2 separate regions of the Mus musculus genome follow, and region 2 is linked to region 1. The links are chromatin contacts, called in public ChIA-PET maps. All regions are on one chromosome and are shown on one strand. Each heading gives the region's core, a stretch centred on a gene start, on an enhancer-like site or on the middle of the called end of the contact. The rest is flanking DNA. Distances are from core to core; before and after follow the strand shown.

The links. ChIA-PET counts read pairs in DNA pulled down with a chosen protein or histone mark.
Region 2: an SMC1A ChIA-PET map of the G1E-ER4 cell line shows a contact between it and region 1, with 9 read pairs. The contact joins two enhancer-like sites. A contact is called at or near these places in 3 of 39 promoter capture datasets (cranial neural crest, embryonic stem cells and stem cell-derived epiblast-like cells), 2 of 15 datasets of contacts at CTCF or cohesin (the G1E-ER4 cell line and pro-B cells), 4 of 484 Hi-C or Micro-C datasets (ECoMG myeloid progenitors, bone marrow-derived macrophages, female germline stem cells and 1 more), 3 of 115 datasets of contacts at active chromatin or transcription factors (embryonic stem cells, neural progenitor cells and pancreatic cancer cells) and 1 of 9 other capture datasets (bone marrow-derived macrophages).

The regions. Positions count from the first base shown.
Region 1 is chr2:6,281,115-6,288,686 of GRCm38.p6, forward strand. It overlaps A230108P19Rik (RIKEN cDNA A230108P19 gene), which reads left to right. Exons shown (of 7, transcript NR_040333.1): 4 at 2,253-2,363. Among named protein-coding and RNA genes, the nearest start is that of Gm13383, 22 kb to the left of the region's middle. Within about 2 kb of position 3,812, at least 19 of the 459 cell types and tissues checked have an H3K27ac peak or open chromatin away from gene starts, as enhancers often do. A contact at or near this core is called in the G1E-ER4 cell line, where this site is marked.
Region 2 is chr2:6,400,296-6,407,867 of GRCm38.p6, forward strand. It overlaps Usp6nl (USP6 N-terminal like), which reads left to right. Exons shown (of 15, transcript NM_001080548.1): 5 at 1-24. Among named protein-coding and RNA genes, the nearest start is that of Gm13388, 34 kb to the right of the region's middle. Within about 2 kb of position 3,281, at least 62 of the 459 cell types and tissues checked have an H3K27ac peak or open chromatin away from gene starts, as enhancers often do. A contact at or near this core is called in the G1E-ER4 cell line, where this site is marked.

The DNA.
Region 1 (7,572 bases), core at 2,562-5,061:
ATTAGGTAGAGATGACTACTGGGTATTTGGAAACATGGTAATCAGTAGATGGTCATGCCTAGGATGGAGGGCAAGCATTTAAACACAGGGGCTCTGCTGTTGCCTTTGCTAAAACACATTGACCCCCTCTCTTGGGCTCACAGGTAACTAAAAGCAGGGGGGAAGCCTATCGCCCCTGCCTTTATTTGTGTCTGTCCCCTTTGTTTTGGCTGAAGGCACAGAGATAGAGAGAATCCTAAACCCGTGGTCACCTTGGATTGCAGAAACAGAAAGCTCCCTCTGGAAAGCTGCTTCATCCACTTGAGAACAGCTACTCACGAAGGTGAGATTGTAGGGTGACATAGCAGTGGCTGTGCTGTACGATCTGGATATGTTCCCTCGAGCCATGGCAGATCATCTTGCATAGCCAGAGCCAAATAGAGGAGAAGGGCCTTGCTGCGTCTGTTTAAACTTAAAGCTCATGCTGGCCCTGACGTGGACTCAGGGTCACCAGACTCCTTTATGAATTCCTTTTGTAAATGGGGCCACATTGATTAACTCTCATTTCTCTACTTTTCACCATCAATTGTCTCTTGCTTGGTGTGTTGGGGGTGGGTGGCTAAGCCTAGCTTTTAGGGTCTTCCAGAGTTCCAGTTTTCCAAACAACTCACTCATAAATTCACAGTGATCACTGGGTGGATAGATGAATCGCCCTGAATGAAAGTATCCAAAGGAGGAAGGAAGGGCACTGATGTCAGAAAACTGGCCAGTGTGTGTGTTCAGTTGTGAGGTGTGGAAGGAGAGATGTCTTCCAGGCATTGACTCACAAAGTTGATAGAGCAAGAAACTGAGGGTTCTGAGGTGAAAGTGAGTCTAGATTGCTATGCAGTTTTGCCATTTAAAGCAGAAAGATTTCTGTTTACTTGATATATGTGGGAGAGTGCCTGTGAATACACGCCATGGTGCCCTTGGAGAGGTCAGAGGTCAAAGGTTATCTTTGCATGTTACCCTTCATCTTCCACCTTATTTAAAGTAGGGTGTCTTTGTTGGCAGGTGCAGAAGCTACTAGGCTAGCTGGCCTGTGACATCATTGGATTCCTCTGTGTGTGCCTCCCATTTTGCCAGAAGATTGCTAGGACTAGCCAGAGAGTGGTGGGTGGTACATGCCTTTGACCCCGGCACTTGGGGGGCAGAGGCAGGTGGATCTCTGTGAGTTTGAGGCCAGCCTGGTCTATGGAGTGAGTTCTAGTACATTTGGGGCTACACAGAGAAACACTGTCTTAAAAATTCAAAATGAACTGGGACTACAGACATACTTGAGTTAGAGGGTCCCTGCAGGGGTCATACCAGGAGTGAAAATCCAGTGACTTTGTCAACCTGGGTCAGACTTCAGGGAGTCTAATAACAGGTTGTTTATTCCCAATGGACTCGAAGCTTCCTGGTGTGATACAATCCCCATTGCACAAGGAAGTGTAATTGCATTGAAACTCAACTCACGGTGTCATTTCTTCTAAGATGGGCTCCAGCGATAAGCTACCTATAAGGGTCTGGTCTGGTCTCAGTCATACAGATAGTATAGAGGTCATTTGGTTATTAGCAACCTCTGGTTCTGGTCATGGGAGCTTGGGGGAGCCTCTGGTTCTAAGTGTCATTTAGATCACTAGCCACCTCCTGTCATGGTTGTAGGAGCATGGTATGGCCTGGCCCAACAACAGATCACCATGCTGTCAATCAATCCTCAGCTGTCTGGAAGGAAAAGCAGGTTTTTCATCTTCCCCACTGGAAAGACAATCCTGCACGCTTAACCTTCCTGGTTTCTCTTAAGAGTTGAGGGTGCAAGGACCTTCATGCTCTGCTCCCAGCACTTGACTATGCCCAGTTATAGGGGCTCTGGGGAGCCAGAGTTAGGTCCTCATGCCTACATAGCAAGCTGGTTCCCCACCAAGCCACCTACCCAGCCCACAATAGGGGGATTCTGATAGTGCACGTATTTAAATATTTAAAACCAGACACAAAGTTATTGCCACTTTATACAATTATAAAATGAAAACATCTTCAGCATAAGCAGAAACCTTAACACTCATAAAATTAAAATTAGCATTCAGTGCAACAGATGGTATTGTTTTGCTGAGATGAAATCATTACTGTGGGAGTTAACGGTAGAAAAACCCATTTATATGGTCAGCTCTCACATCTTGGTTTGGTTATGTTGATTTCATGCACAGTGTCCGTCTTAATCTCTGTTGATATTTCTTTTTTTTTTTTTTTTGCAGAGTTGATTTTATGTTTCCCATCTGTCACTTACCAAGAGGGAGTCTAATATGCATCCCAAATATGATGGCAAGTTATTTGAAAATATCCTTTAAGAAAGTTCACCCCTGATGGTGAGTGTGGTGACCCAGTGACATCATTAACAGCCTGTGGTAAGCTGCTGAGTGCTTGTACCACAGGAGTCTTAGATCTACTTGCTCTGTAAATATAAAGCTAAGACACACTCCTTTCCATTCCTGTGCTGTACCACCTGGTGCGTTGTCATGGCCCACTCACCATTGCTCCCAAAGCTTTGCAAGAACTTCATTTTCATGTAAAGTTGCAAATGGCTCATAAATTCTTAAGCACAAAAAGAAAATGTCTAAGAACCTAAAATGATTAAAATTGTACACCAGAAGGCAGAGGGGATAAAGGAGAGATAGAGGAACTCATCTTTGTTCAAGATAAGGTGTCAGAACTATGTAAAAGATGTACTTTCTATGCTGGGAAGATGGCTCGTGGGGTAAGAGTGCTTGCTGGATACCTAAGTCAAAAGGTAGGTGTGGCCAGGTATTCCTCTAACCCTAGCATTGGAGGTGATAGAGATGGGAGGATTAGAGTGGGTTGGTCTAATGTTGCTATATTCTGATGCTAATTTGAGCCCCCAAGATTGGTTGCCCCAGAGATGAGAGAGTCCACACCCCAATATAGACACTGAGTGACCCTACCTCCAATTTATTTTTTATTGGTAAATAAAGTTGCCAAAAGCCAATAGCTGGGCAGAATAGATATAGGTAGTGTTTAGGTATCAAGGGCTTGGAGATGAGGAGACTCACAAGAGGAAGAAGAAAGGCAGGAGTTAAGAGAACACGTCCCTGTGGGCTGGCCAATTGAAGTTAAGAACAGCCCAGATGAAACATAGTACGTAGTAAGTGATAACTTGGGGTTGTCAATAGGAAAGTAGATTCTAATAACAGAGAGTAGTATCTCCCAGCTCTCGTGTTGTTTAAGGCTTTTATTTACATGTATATTTATATTTACATATAAAGATTGTGTGTGTCTTTCATCCAGAACTAAAAGGTCAAAGGTAGGGTAAAAACCTCAGGCCAGGATTTAAATAATTTCTACAACAGAGAAACTGTCTCAAGGGAGTGAGGTGGGGATTGATAGAGATGCATTCTTGATGTCCCAATCTGGCTTCCACATGCAGGCATGAACACATATACACACATATGTGCAAATATACACACTCACACAAGTGTACTTTCCTAACTGTTCACACTGAGCTCATCAAGAAAGGGTGGGTGATAAGAAGACTGAGCATAGGAGCCACACAGCTCTAGGTTTGATTGATCTCCCTGTCACCCAGGCCCTGGAAATCTGTTTTATCGGTTAGCTTCCTCATGCCTCACAGAGACAAATGTAACAGTGAAGAAATGAGGCCATGTAGCAAAAAAGTCCATGACTGCTTCTGGCATTGGTGACAGTCAGAGCCGCTGTGAGCAGTTGTAGATGTTTAGCCAGACTGGAATAAGCAGCACAGCTGAAAACCCTGGGAGATGAGGTCAGTAAGTGCTTAGAAAGTGCTTAGTAAGTGGGTAGAAGAGGAAGGAGTGGGCTGGGCGACAGACTGAGCCAAGGATAGGAGCTGCCTATCAGATAGCTCAGACTTTAAGCATCATCTTATCAAAAGTCACTTTAAGTTACTGTGTATCAAAGAGTTGGCATGCGCTGTGACCCTAGACAGTATTTGTATTAAATTCACTTACATATCCTCAAATGGTCAAAAACAGACAAACTCTCCCCATTATTAGTCACAATCATGTCTCTTTTTGTAAATTTATGATCAGCTTGGAGGGATCATCTTTGGTTCACAGTCAATGGAGGTTAAAGTAGTTATTTTCTCCTCTTCTGCCTCCTCTCAAACACTGTCCACATTTTGGTCTTATTTTAATATTTTACTTTCTTCCTTTAGCAAAAGAACTGATGTTTGTTCTTTTGAGCTTGTTGATTGTTTGCGGCAGAATTCAGGCCTAACCAGGTAGGACTCGATCATCTAAGCGTGTACAAGAAAGTATGGATAATTAATTAAGTTAGTTTAATCTTCGGAGAATAGGATAACAGTAGCACCAGGCTGGATCCTAACCGCATTGGAAAATAAAATTGCTGAGGTGTTTTTAAGCTGCAAGCTTGTTTTATTCTGCAGGAGCAAATGGTAAAACTCTTAGGTATGGGCCAAAGAAATTTAAACATGAACTTCAATAGATGGTTATGGTTATCATTTCCTTTCCCCTGGGGAGATCAGAGAATGCTCTCTGATGTTGTTCTCTAAGGTTGTCTATGAATGCATTCAATGAAGCAGGAAGGCATAGGCACTCAACTGTTAAGGGGGCTTCTGACCAGGTTCCCTTCCTCTCTCGAATATGGGTTGATTCTCCTTGCCAGGGAGGAGAGGAGTAGTTAAAAGTATGTGTGAGATATTGCTGCTGTCACAGTGTTTGTACCTGCTAGGTAGCTGTTTCCAAGATGGCCATCAATGAGCCTTGCCTGGTGGTGTTTAACCTCAAGCAACCCTTCCCATAGTATGCCAGGGTTGGCTCATGTGACCAATAGGATACAACAGAAGCGAAAGTGTGCTATCTTGAGATAAGATTCTGAATGCCATCATGGCTTCTATCCTCCCTCTCAGCCTACTTCTTTGTGGAAAGCCTTATCAGAAGCAGATGTAAGGTCTGTGTGGTGAAGGACTATAGCTTCCTGCTCACAGGTCATGTCAGCAAGTGAGCTTGGAAGCAGTTCCTCTCAACCCAGCTAAGCTTCAGGTGCCTGCAGGTGCTGCTGGTACCCTGAGTACAGGCTCCTGAGAGCCCCTGAGCCTGATTTACCAGCTAAGCCATGTCGAGATTTCTGACCAAAAGACAGTGAATCAAGAAACAATTCTTAGCCGGGTATGGTGGCGCATGCCTTTAATCCCAGCACTCGGGAAGCAGAGGCAGGCGGATTTCTGAGTTCGAGGCCAGCCTGGTCTACAAAGTGAGTTCCAGGACAGCCAGGGCTATACAGAGAAACTCTGTCTCAAGAAAGAAAGAAAGAAAGAAAGAAAGAAAGAAAGAAAGAAAGAAAGAAAGAAAGAAAGAAAGAAAGAAAGAAAGAACTATTTTATGATGCTAAGACTGGAGTATTTTTCCCCAAAACAATAGACAGCTAGTACAGTGTACATCTGGGTTTTCATAGGCAAACTCAAGGATTCTATGCCGTACAGAGTGAAGAAAGCCCAGCTCAGCAAAGACTGCAGTCCTTCTCTAAGGCTAAAGGCATCTTCTAGCACTGCTAATAACTCTCCCAGTTTGAAACATCTTTTCACTTTATAGGTTAAAAACGAAAGGGGCTGGGCAAGGTGATGTCCAGCTTTCATCCCATCTCTCAGGAGGCAGAAGCAGGCAAATCTCCATGAGTTCTAGGCTACCTAAGGTAAGACTACATAGTAAGACTGTTGTTGTGGAAGGAAAAATTAAAAAAAAAAAACTTATGGAGATGGTTCATTGGATAAAATGCTTGCCAGAAATGGGTGGGGACCAGAGCTGGATCCCAGCCGTTCCCAAATAAAAGCTTGCTGAGTATATTGGCCCACCTGTTCTCCAGTACTCGAGGGGCCAACTAACTAGCCAGACTAGCTGAATCTGCAAGCTTTGGCTACAGTGAGATACAGTGGGAGCACTGGAGGAAGACACACACCCATGTTAATCTCTGTCTCTCCATGCATGCGCACATATGTGAACATGCGCTCTTACACACATGAAACTAGCATCATTTTAGTTACTTTACTGTTGCTGTGAAGAGACACCATGACCAAGGTGCTTTAGAGAAGGGGGAATTTATTGGGGATTACAGTTCAGAGGGGTGAGTCCATGGCCATCACAGTAGGGAGCAGGGCAGCAGGCAGGTGGGCATGGTGCTGGGGCAGTAGCTGGAAGCTTACATCTGATCCACAAGCACAAGGCACAGAGAAAGATAACTGGGCATGGCTTGGGCATTTGAAACCTCAAAGCCCACTCCCAGGGACACACCTCACCAGTAAGGCCACACCCGCTGTGGTAAATATTTAATATTAATTAGGGGTTTCTACCCTGCTTTGATGATTCAGTTCCCAGGTAAAAGACACAAACCCTTTACGTTTACTTAGGCCTTCGAAGCATTAGGGCTGGGCAGCTATCGACCCTCTGTGGCTCTCCTACCTGCTCTGTCACTAACTCCGAGCTGTAATTTGCCATGCTCCTCCTGAGCTGCTCTCACTCCAATTGCCCAGCCCTCGAGAGCATGTTTTCATGACTCACCTGCCCCATGGTGTCCTCTCCTCTCTTTTCACCTCTCTCTTTTCTCTCATTGTCCTACCTCAGACCCTAAGCCCAGTTACTGAAACCCCACCTACCTTTCTTCTGCCCAGCTACAGGCTGTAGGCATCTTTATTCAATCATAGTTTTAAATTAAGGAGCACGGGTACATACACAGCATCACTTGGTATGCATGAGGATTTCCTCGTCCTTGCAGGGCAAACAGACCTGAGGGGCCGTATTTAGCTTTACAATATCTAGCAATAGACAAACCTCAACACAGTTCCCCAAACAGGGATCTCCCCAAATAGTTCCCCAACTGGGGATCAACATTCAAATATATGAGTCTGTGGAGGGTCTTCTCATTCAAACCACCACGAGCACAGCACATGAACATACACCACAAACACATAGACACATCCAAAAGCAAAAGATCAAAGCCAGGAGTGGTGACTCATGCCTTTAATCCCAGGACTCAGAAGGAAGAGGCAGGTAGATCTCTATGAGTTCTATACCGAGGGTGAGTTCCAAGGCTACATAGTGAGACCTTGTCTCAAAAATCTAACAAGCAAAAAACAAAGTCAAAAATAAAAACAAAGGAACAAGAGCTGAAAAAAAAAAAAAAAGCAGAGGAACTCAGGGCTATGTGAGAGAGTCCTCCACAACTTAAATGTAGGTATTTAATGGCGAGTGATTCTTCCTTCAATGTTTACTGAAGAAATGCTGAGAGATATGCAGAAACATGAACAATGAGGTCTTTTCTTGTTTGAATTATCAATATATTGTAATTGACCCAAATATGTATCTGTGTCCCATCTTGTACCTGGAGTACTGAGATTACAGATGGTCACCTCTGCATCTGGATTTTTATTGATTTATTTTTTTAGCATGAGATCCGGACATCATGCTTATAGCACAAGTGTTCTGCCCTCTGACCTATCTCACAGGCCTGACAGGGGGTCCCTCTGGGGTAATAGCCATACTAAACTAAAGAAAACTTAGCTTTCCTTTC
Region 2 (7,572 bases), core at 2,031-4,530, 120 kb after region 1:
TACCATAATGCAGCTGCGGACCGGGTAAGTGTGGTTCTTTGTTTATTTGTAGTTATTGATTGATGAATTGCCTCAAGAGGAATAGAATCTGCCTTTGTCATTTTTGAGTGCTGTATTGTATGTGGCTGGCATCGTCAGAATTTGACCATAATGATACCACTCTTAAGAAAGTAACCAGAATAAGCATGAAATGGGTTTAGGAGGATTTATGAAATTCTCATTTTTCTTTAAAAGTAAGAAGAAAGATAGTATTCTAAAATGTTCAGCGCCAGCTTCAAATTCTACCTGTATGAAATAGCCTCTCTGTGGCAGGAACTTTCATCTGCCCATCCGTCCGTCTGTCTGTCCATCCATCCACATCGAGTAGGCATGCGTACCATCAATGGTTTCTGTTTGGCTAGTTTCCCTCAGCGTTTGCTAGTTCTTTGAGCTGTCCACACAGTGTATTTTGGTCACTCCTTCCTCTCGCCCCTCCCTCCTTCCCTACCCACTCAGCTTTGGGTTCTTTTTGTTTTTAAACCCATCAAATTTTGGCTGCCTGCATACTCTTGGATGTGTGGCCTTATTGGAGAATGGTCAGCCCTTAAAGAAAATGGTCTCTCCCCTCCCAACAGCTATCAGCTGCCAATAGCTTCCTAGCTAGCAACTGGGTGTGGCTTCTTGCCCACCTCCCTCTCCATGATGGGATTTTGTCTGGCTTAACCTGTGTAGATCTCATCATGCATGCTGTCACAACTGCTGAGAGAGTTAGAAAATCATTTCCTTATAATACCCACCATCTCTGGCTCTTATACTCTTCCATCATCGTATCTGAGCCTTGGAGGAGGGGATGCGGGATAGATGTTCCATTTAGGGCATAATTCCTATTCTCTACACCTCGAACAGTTGTGAGTCTCTGTTTATCACCTTCCACTGTAAAAAAGAAGCTTCCGAGGGAGGCCCGGCAGCTACAGTAATCTCTGGGTACAGCAGTGAGTCATTGCAAGTACAGCGTCCCAAGCATCCTACGAGCCCTCTGGATACTAAAGCAGCACTGTAGACCCGTAGCTCTGAGAAAGCAACTGTCCCTGAGATTCTGTCCAGCTTCCCCCAAGCCATGACTGAAGCATTTCCTGTGGTCAGTTAACTACGTTAGCGTTCTAAGGACTAGGACAAGTGGCACAGTAAACCTGTCCGCTTTTCTTGAAACATTTCTTCACTCTACTTAGTGAGGAGCTGGTTCTCCGCCTGGGTGTGCGTGAGAAGTAGGGACGGGAAGTTTCAGCTGCTTAGAATTTCCTTACTCTTCCCCCTTCTCTCCTAAAATGAATCGGAGAATGGAAAGTGAAGGTATTTTGTTTCTGTGTATTCTGAGGATGGGAGCTGAGCTTCAGACAATGCAGATGAAATTAAAAATTAATTAAAAAATCAAAATTTTCTGAAAAATCAAAACTGTAGCAAAACCTTAAGATGTGAACAGAATTTTTATTTTCCATCTATGAAGACCACCTGTGAACACCTTTTTCAGGCAGCTGCTAGGCTGCTGGGTTCTCTGGTAATAGCCGTAGCCAAGAGGCTTTGACAGGACTTTTAACAGCAATATAACAGAGTAACAAGCCTCTGCCTGCCACTTCTTGTATCCTGACCCACTGATACCACCACAGGACCCCTTCCTCAGCTTCATCTTTTCTTTCACCTCAAATTTTATTGTAGCCATTATAGATGGTCTCTAACCCCTCTTACAGTAGTCTTCCTCCCTCCTTCCCTCCCTCCCTCCCTTCCTCCTCCCTCCCTCCCTCCCTCCTTCCTTCTCTCCTTCCATCCTTCCTTCCCTCCTTCCCTCTCTCCCTTCCACTCTCCCTCCCTCTCTCCTGCCCTCTGTGTCACCAAAAAACAAACAAACAAACAAAAAAACCAACCATACTTTAAGATTCTGAATGTTGATCTTTTCCTTGGCCTAATACTGGTCCTCAGATTGGCTCCTTCCTCCAGACTCCAGTCCATAGTCTTCTCAGCTCTCTCTTGAGTCTGAAACTTTCCGACCCCGTCTCATCTCTTAGCCAGTGCTGTGAGCTCTGCCTCCAGGTGTCTTCTCCACTTGTGCTCCCCTGTCCCTCGCTCTCCTCTGGAGCCTCCTGTCTTCCTGCCTTAGTCTTTATCCCCTTTCTCTTAGCCTTACTATTCAGTGAACGATTAAAATGATCCTGTTAAAATGGGTTAAGAACCTGACACTTTCTGATCAGAACCTGTTCCATCTGCAGTAAACTCAAGGGTTAAGAATGGTCCTCAGAGCGCAGGGGTGGCTTACTCTCTACCCTTGTATGACCTCCACTCTTTGAGCTCTGGTGTCTCCTGAGTGTGAGCGGGAAGCAGAGCCCCTCTGCAAGGCTGTCCCACTGGCTTCTTCTCTCGTGGGGTTTGGCTGTCCTCAAAGCAGCTTCAAGGCTCAGCCCTTTTACATTCTCCAAGAAGTTATCCAAGTGTCACTTATAGAATGTGGCTGTCCTTGGTCATCTAACCTAATTTTGGAAACTTCTACCCCTTGTGTTCATTTTCTTCCCCTCCCTCTCCCCTCCCCCTCCTCTCATGTTGTCTGTTTTGTTTTCCCTTTCTCTAGAGTCTGCACATTCATGTGTTACTTATGTTGAGGATCGCTCCCTCCCTCTGTTTCTCACACTAGGCTGTTGTTATCCTTCATTATAGCATTAAGCATGTTGACTTAGAAGCTAACACAGAGTCTGCAATTGTTGCAGTGTCCTACATTTGAAAGGTTAGGGAGAAGAGAATTGAAATTGTTTGTTTTTAAACAAAGCTTAATTGATTTGGCAAAATAAAAATGTATTAATCTAGTGTTGACTTCTCTCTCCTTCACTATTTGTAATTTTTTTGGTTGAGAAATCCTTAGAGTCTTCCAGCTAGTAAATAGATTATTAGTCAAGAAATATGCCAATAAAAAAGAAATGCAAGACAGATTAGCAAAAGGTACATACTTGAAAACTAAGCTTGCTTAATTTTTTAAAATAAGACTCAGCTGTATAATAAAATTCTTATCCAGTGCAAGTATGCGTTTAATTAATTAATTTCTTGTTTAAAGGCTTAATATAATTGAGAACCACTAAAAAGTAATCTATGTATACCTTAATAATTTATTTAAAATGCCTTTAATCTAAGCACTTGAGTGTCCTACCGTGCCCTGTTTCTCTGGGGTGCCCAGAGCACAGCCTGCAGGCCTTCCGGAGAAGGCAGGGCAAAATCCAAAGCAGGGAGTCTGCAGCGGTTTCCAGGTCCCCCTCTGCTTACCCTAGCACTGTCCGCGCAGCGCCTAGCAAAGCAGGGAGTCTGCAGCGGTTTCCAGGCCCCTCTCTGCTTACCCTAGCACTGTCCGCGTACCGCCTAGCACCGAGGGAGGGAACTGGGATCCACAGGTCTGCCCTTTTCTCTGGGCACCTGCCAGACAGAGAGGGGAAAAGTGGAGCCTGGGATGGATGGAGCCTGGTTTGATTCCAGAGTTTGGAGGGGCTGCAGGAGAGAAGGCCTTCCTCTGGAGTTCTAGGTGGGGCTCTTTAAGATGAAGGCCTTCCTTGCAGCGATCCACTTATTCATACTGGTTTATTTGATGGTGGGTGTGAATGTACACACTTTATTCTGGGTGAACCGGGGATTAAATACCCTTTTTGGGAAGGAATTCCCCGGAAGAGAAGTTCATTACGGGGCGGGGTGGGATGGGGTGGGGGAAGCTATCTAGATACTTCATTAGCATAGAGAACTCCAGGTGTTTATGTAGTGATCTAGTGCCTGTGTCCTCAGTGGCGGGTCAGGGCTGCCTGTTTCAGAACAGGTCCCAGGGGCTGGGCTCATTAAATCTTAGCATTCATTTGCCTGTCTGCTATCAGCATCTCACAGGCCTTGAGAGGCACAAATAGTAGAGCTTGAGGTCATCTGGTCTCCATAGAGAGTTGTAGGCTAGCAGGCCTGAAACCCTCTTCATCTTACACTAGTAAAGTGAGGACTGTTTGTATAGTTACTTGTCAGCCCTTTCCTGGGGGACAGAGGGCTCCAGTGCTTTGTTCTTTCACACACTGCACGTGCTTATTAGATGACTGTCTCGAATATTTGTTCCTGCATTTGTGATGCTTGCATAAATGTGTGTGTGTGTGTGTTCACAGCATACATGTGAGAGTTGGTTCTCTCCTTCCACCAGATGGGCACTGGGGATTGAACTCAGGTTGTTAGGTTTGGTGACCTGTGGCTCTGACTCTGCCTGTTATTTTACCAGGTCTGTGGTCTGATACCCCCCCCCCCCACAAACACACACATAAACTTAGACTCAGGCAAAGTAGTCTAAGGTTAGAAACTAGCATTCTCTAGTGTCCGCCTATACCGAGTGGCCGAGCTCTGCCGTTGCTAGACACATGATAAAGATCTATCTGTACATTGTCATTGAGTTAGGTCAGGACGAGTTGTTGCCCTGCTGAAGTTTCCACTCTGCAGTGTGCAGCTGAAGCTGTGCTCTTTGGTGCTTAGGAAGTCTAGTGTGCTGATATCTGTCTTGGCAGGTGATGGTGGCTCTGCCCATCTGTTTTGGTCTATAGTAGGGCGTTTCCCGTTTAAAATAGGGACAGTGATCCTCCCTCCCAAAAGGATTGATGTGATGCTTGCAAAGTAATTTGGGTTCCCCCAAATAGGCACTTAAACAAATAAACAAACACACTCATTATATTTATCCAGTAGAGAACAATATTAATAATGGATTATATTATTTCCTTGAGCTTATTGATGTTTTTAATAAGGAGGAAAGGGTATATAAAACTATGAATTTTCATAGCTAAAGCTATGAAATGCAGTGCAGTATTTTGCATAATATATAAAATATGAAAGCCTTCCATTTTTAAATTTTTTATTTTGTTTGTGTGTGCATATACATGCATATGTGCACATGTGCCACTGTGGTGGGCATGTGGAGGTCAGAGGACAGCTTACAGTGAGCGGTTTGTTCTCTTCTTCCTTCACTGTGTGAGTCCTGAAGGTCAGACTCCAGTCAGGCGTGGTGGATGGCCAGTGTTTTACCCTCCGCCATCTGGCCAGTCCTCCTTTATTTCTTCTGAAGAACGCCTTCGTTTTACCCTGCATCCAGGCTTACTGCTAAGTGACCGCACATTGCAGTGGCCAGGTCTCCTGTTCTTCTTATCCTCTCCTGACCTCTGCTGGTGAGATCCAGGCATGGGTGACTCCCAGCAGCATTTACTCACACGTCCTTACTGTAGGACATGGGAGGACCAAAATGTGTACTACTGTCATGCTTTGCACACTATGGAGCACCTCAGATGTTGGAGTTTCTCCTCAGTGGACAGTTGTCACAGACCTGCTACTTAGTAGCAGATTGAGTGCCCAGCTGAATTTCTTGATTAATTATTTATTTACATCCCAAATGCTGCCCCATCCCCTTCCCCCCTTCCCCTTTACTTCTGAGAGGGTGGCCCCTGGTTTATTTCCCCACCCTGGGGCATCAAGTCTCTGGGTTAGGCACATCCTTCCCCACTGACACAGGACAAGGCAGTCCTCTGCTACATGTGTAGTACTAGGGGCCTCAGTCCAGCCTGGGTATGGTTGGTGGCTTAGTCTCGTAGAGCTCCCTTAGATCCGGGTTAGTTGACTCTGTTGGGGTTCCTATCCCTTTCAGGGTCTTCAATCCTCCGTTTTCCCAAGGGTCCCTGACCTCTGTCCTATGTGTGGCTGTGGGTCTCTGCATCTGTTTCAGTCAGCTGCTGGGTGGAGCCTCTCAGAGGGCATTATGCTAGGTTTCTGTCTGTAAGCATAACAGAATATCATTAATAGTATCAGGGATTGCTGCTTGCCCATGGGATGGGTCTCAAGTTGGGGCAGTTAAATGGTTGGCCATTCCTTCTGTTTCTCCTTCATCTTTGTCCTTGCATTTCTTTTAGACAGGACAAATTTTGGGTTGAAATTTTTATGGGTGAGTGGGGTCCTGCCTGGCTACAGGAGGTGGCCTCTTCAGGTTCCGTGTCTGCACTGTTAGGCATCTTGAGGCCAAATCAAAGGTTCACACGACTGTTTGGGGAGCTGGAGCAGCTCACAAAAGTGCCGCACTTACTAGATCCATTTACTAAAAACAGTCCTCTGAGGAGCAGCCAAATGGAATACATGTGCATGGGGTTGGAACCAAGGGACAGAGGTTCCTTGCCCTCCTTGAGTATGAGAATCTCTTGAGCACTTCAGGTGATCACCAACCGGGAAGTTGCTCAACTCCACAGCAGAGGACTATTAATGGAGGGTCTATAACTTAGCTATGGTCAGTGTGTGAGACCTGAGTGCAGTCTTCAGCGTCATCATAGACCACTCACAGCAGAGATGAACCCTGAGACTCCAGTCACTTTCGCCTTTTTTATTCAGATTCAGACCCCAGCCAACCCCAGTTAATGTAATCCAGAACTCCCTCACAATTATGCTCTGAGCTTTGTCTGTAGTGCTCAACTAACATAGAAGTCTAAACTACACTAGAGATTATCCAAGCTATAATTTCTTTCCTTTTTCTTTTTTAAAAAAGAATTATTTATTAATTTTATGAATATGAGCACACTGTAGCTGTCTTTAGATGCACCAGAAAAAGGCATCAGATCCCATTACAGATGGTTGTAAGCCACCATGTGGTTGCTGGGAATTGAACTCGGAACCTCTGGAAGCCAGTGCTCTTAACCACTGAGCCATCTCTCCAGCCCTGGTATATTTTCTTATATGTATAGAAGAAAGAAAATCATGCTTAATGGTTCTGAAAATGGTGTGTATATGTCTTATTCTTTCAGGATACATAACATTTAAACTAATTTATGGCAAACATTAATATACAAAATGTATCTTAGAAAAGAATGACTACTTCCTGAAGTGATTTATTGGTAATTCATAGTAGTAAAAGTGGAAGTCAGAGGGCCGCCTGGCTGAGTGTGTGACCCTTTTTGCTGGCTTGTGGATTTGGATGTTTGCTGTTGGTAGAGAAGGGGCTTCTGCTTCAGGGGGTCAGAGGACGATGAGGAACAACAACAACACAGCGAATGGTGACACAGAACAGTCTCTGGCTCTTTACAGTTTGGCCTTCTCTAAAGTCACATTAGTAAAACATTAATTAGATTTCAGTGCCCCACTGAGTTGTAAAATTAAACGTATTTCTGGACCTGTCTGCATCATTTCATTACTGATAATGCAATAAGGGCTGTTTAGCCTTTTGAAAAAGGGAATTAACATCTTTTGCTCACAAGTGATTTTTTTTTAATTACAAAAACTTATAAAAACTTTAAAGAGTTAGAAAGTAATTACAGAGTTTTATGACTATACCTAAAGGTAAGTTCCATAAAAAACATTCTCATTGGTGAGAATCTTTTCCTAAATTCAGGATTTTCCTTGGGGAATGTATGCTTTTAGATCTAAAATTATTGGTGGTGGGTGTGCCATCTGCCAGGGTACTGCCTGCCTTTTTGAGGCTGGAGTGGGACCAGTCAGTGAGGAGCCATAGTTTTTATCCAGGGAACAGGACTGCCTGTGTTAGAAGAAAGGGCGGCAGCTGGAGACAGGAGAGGGTGA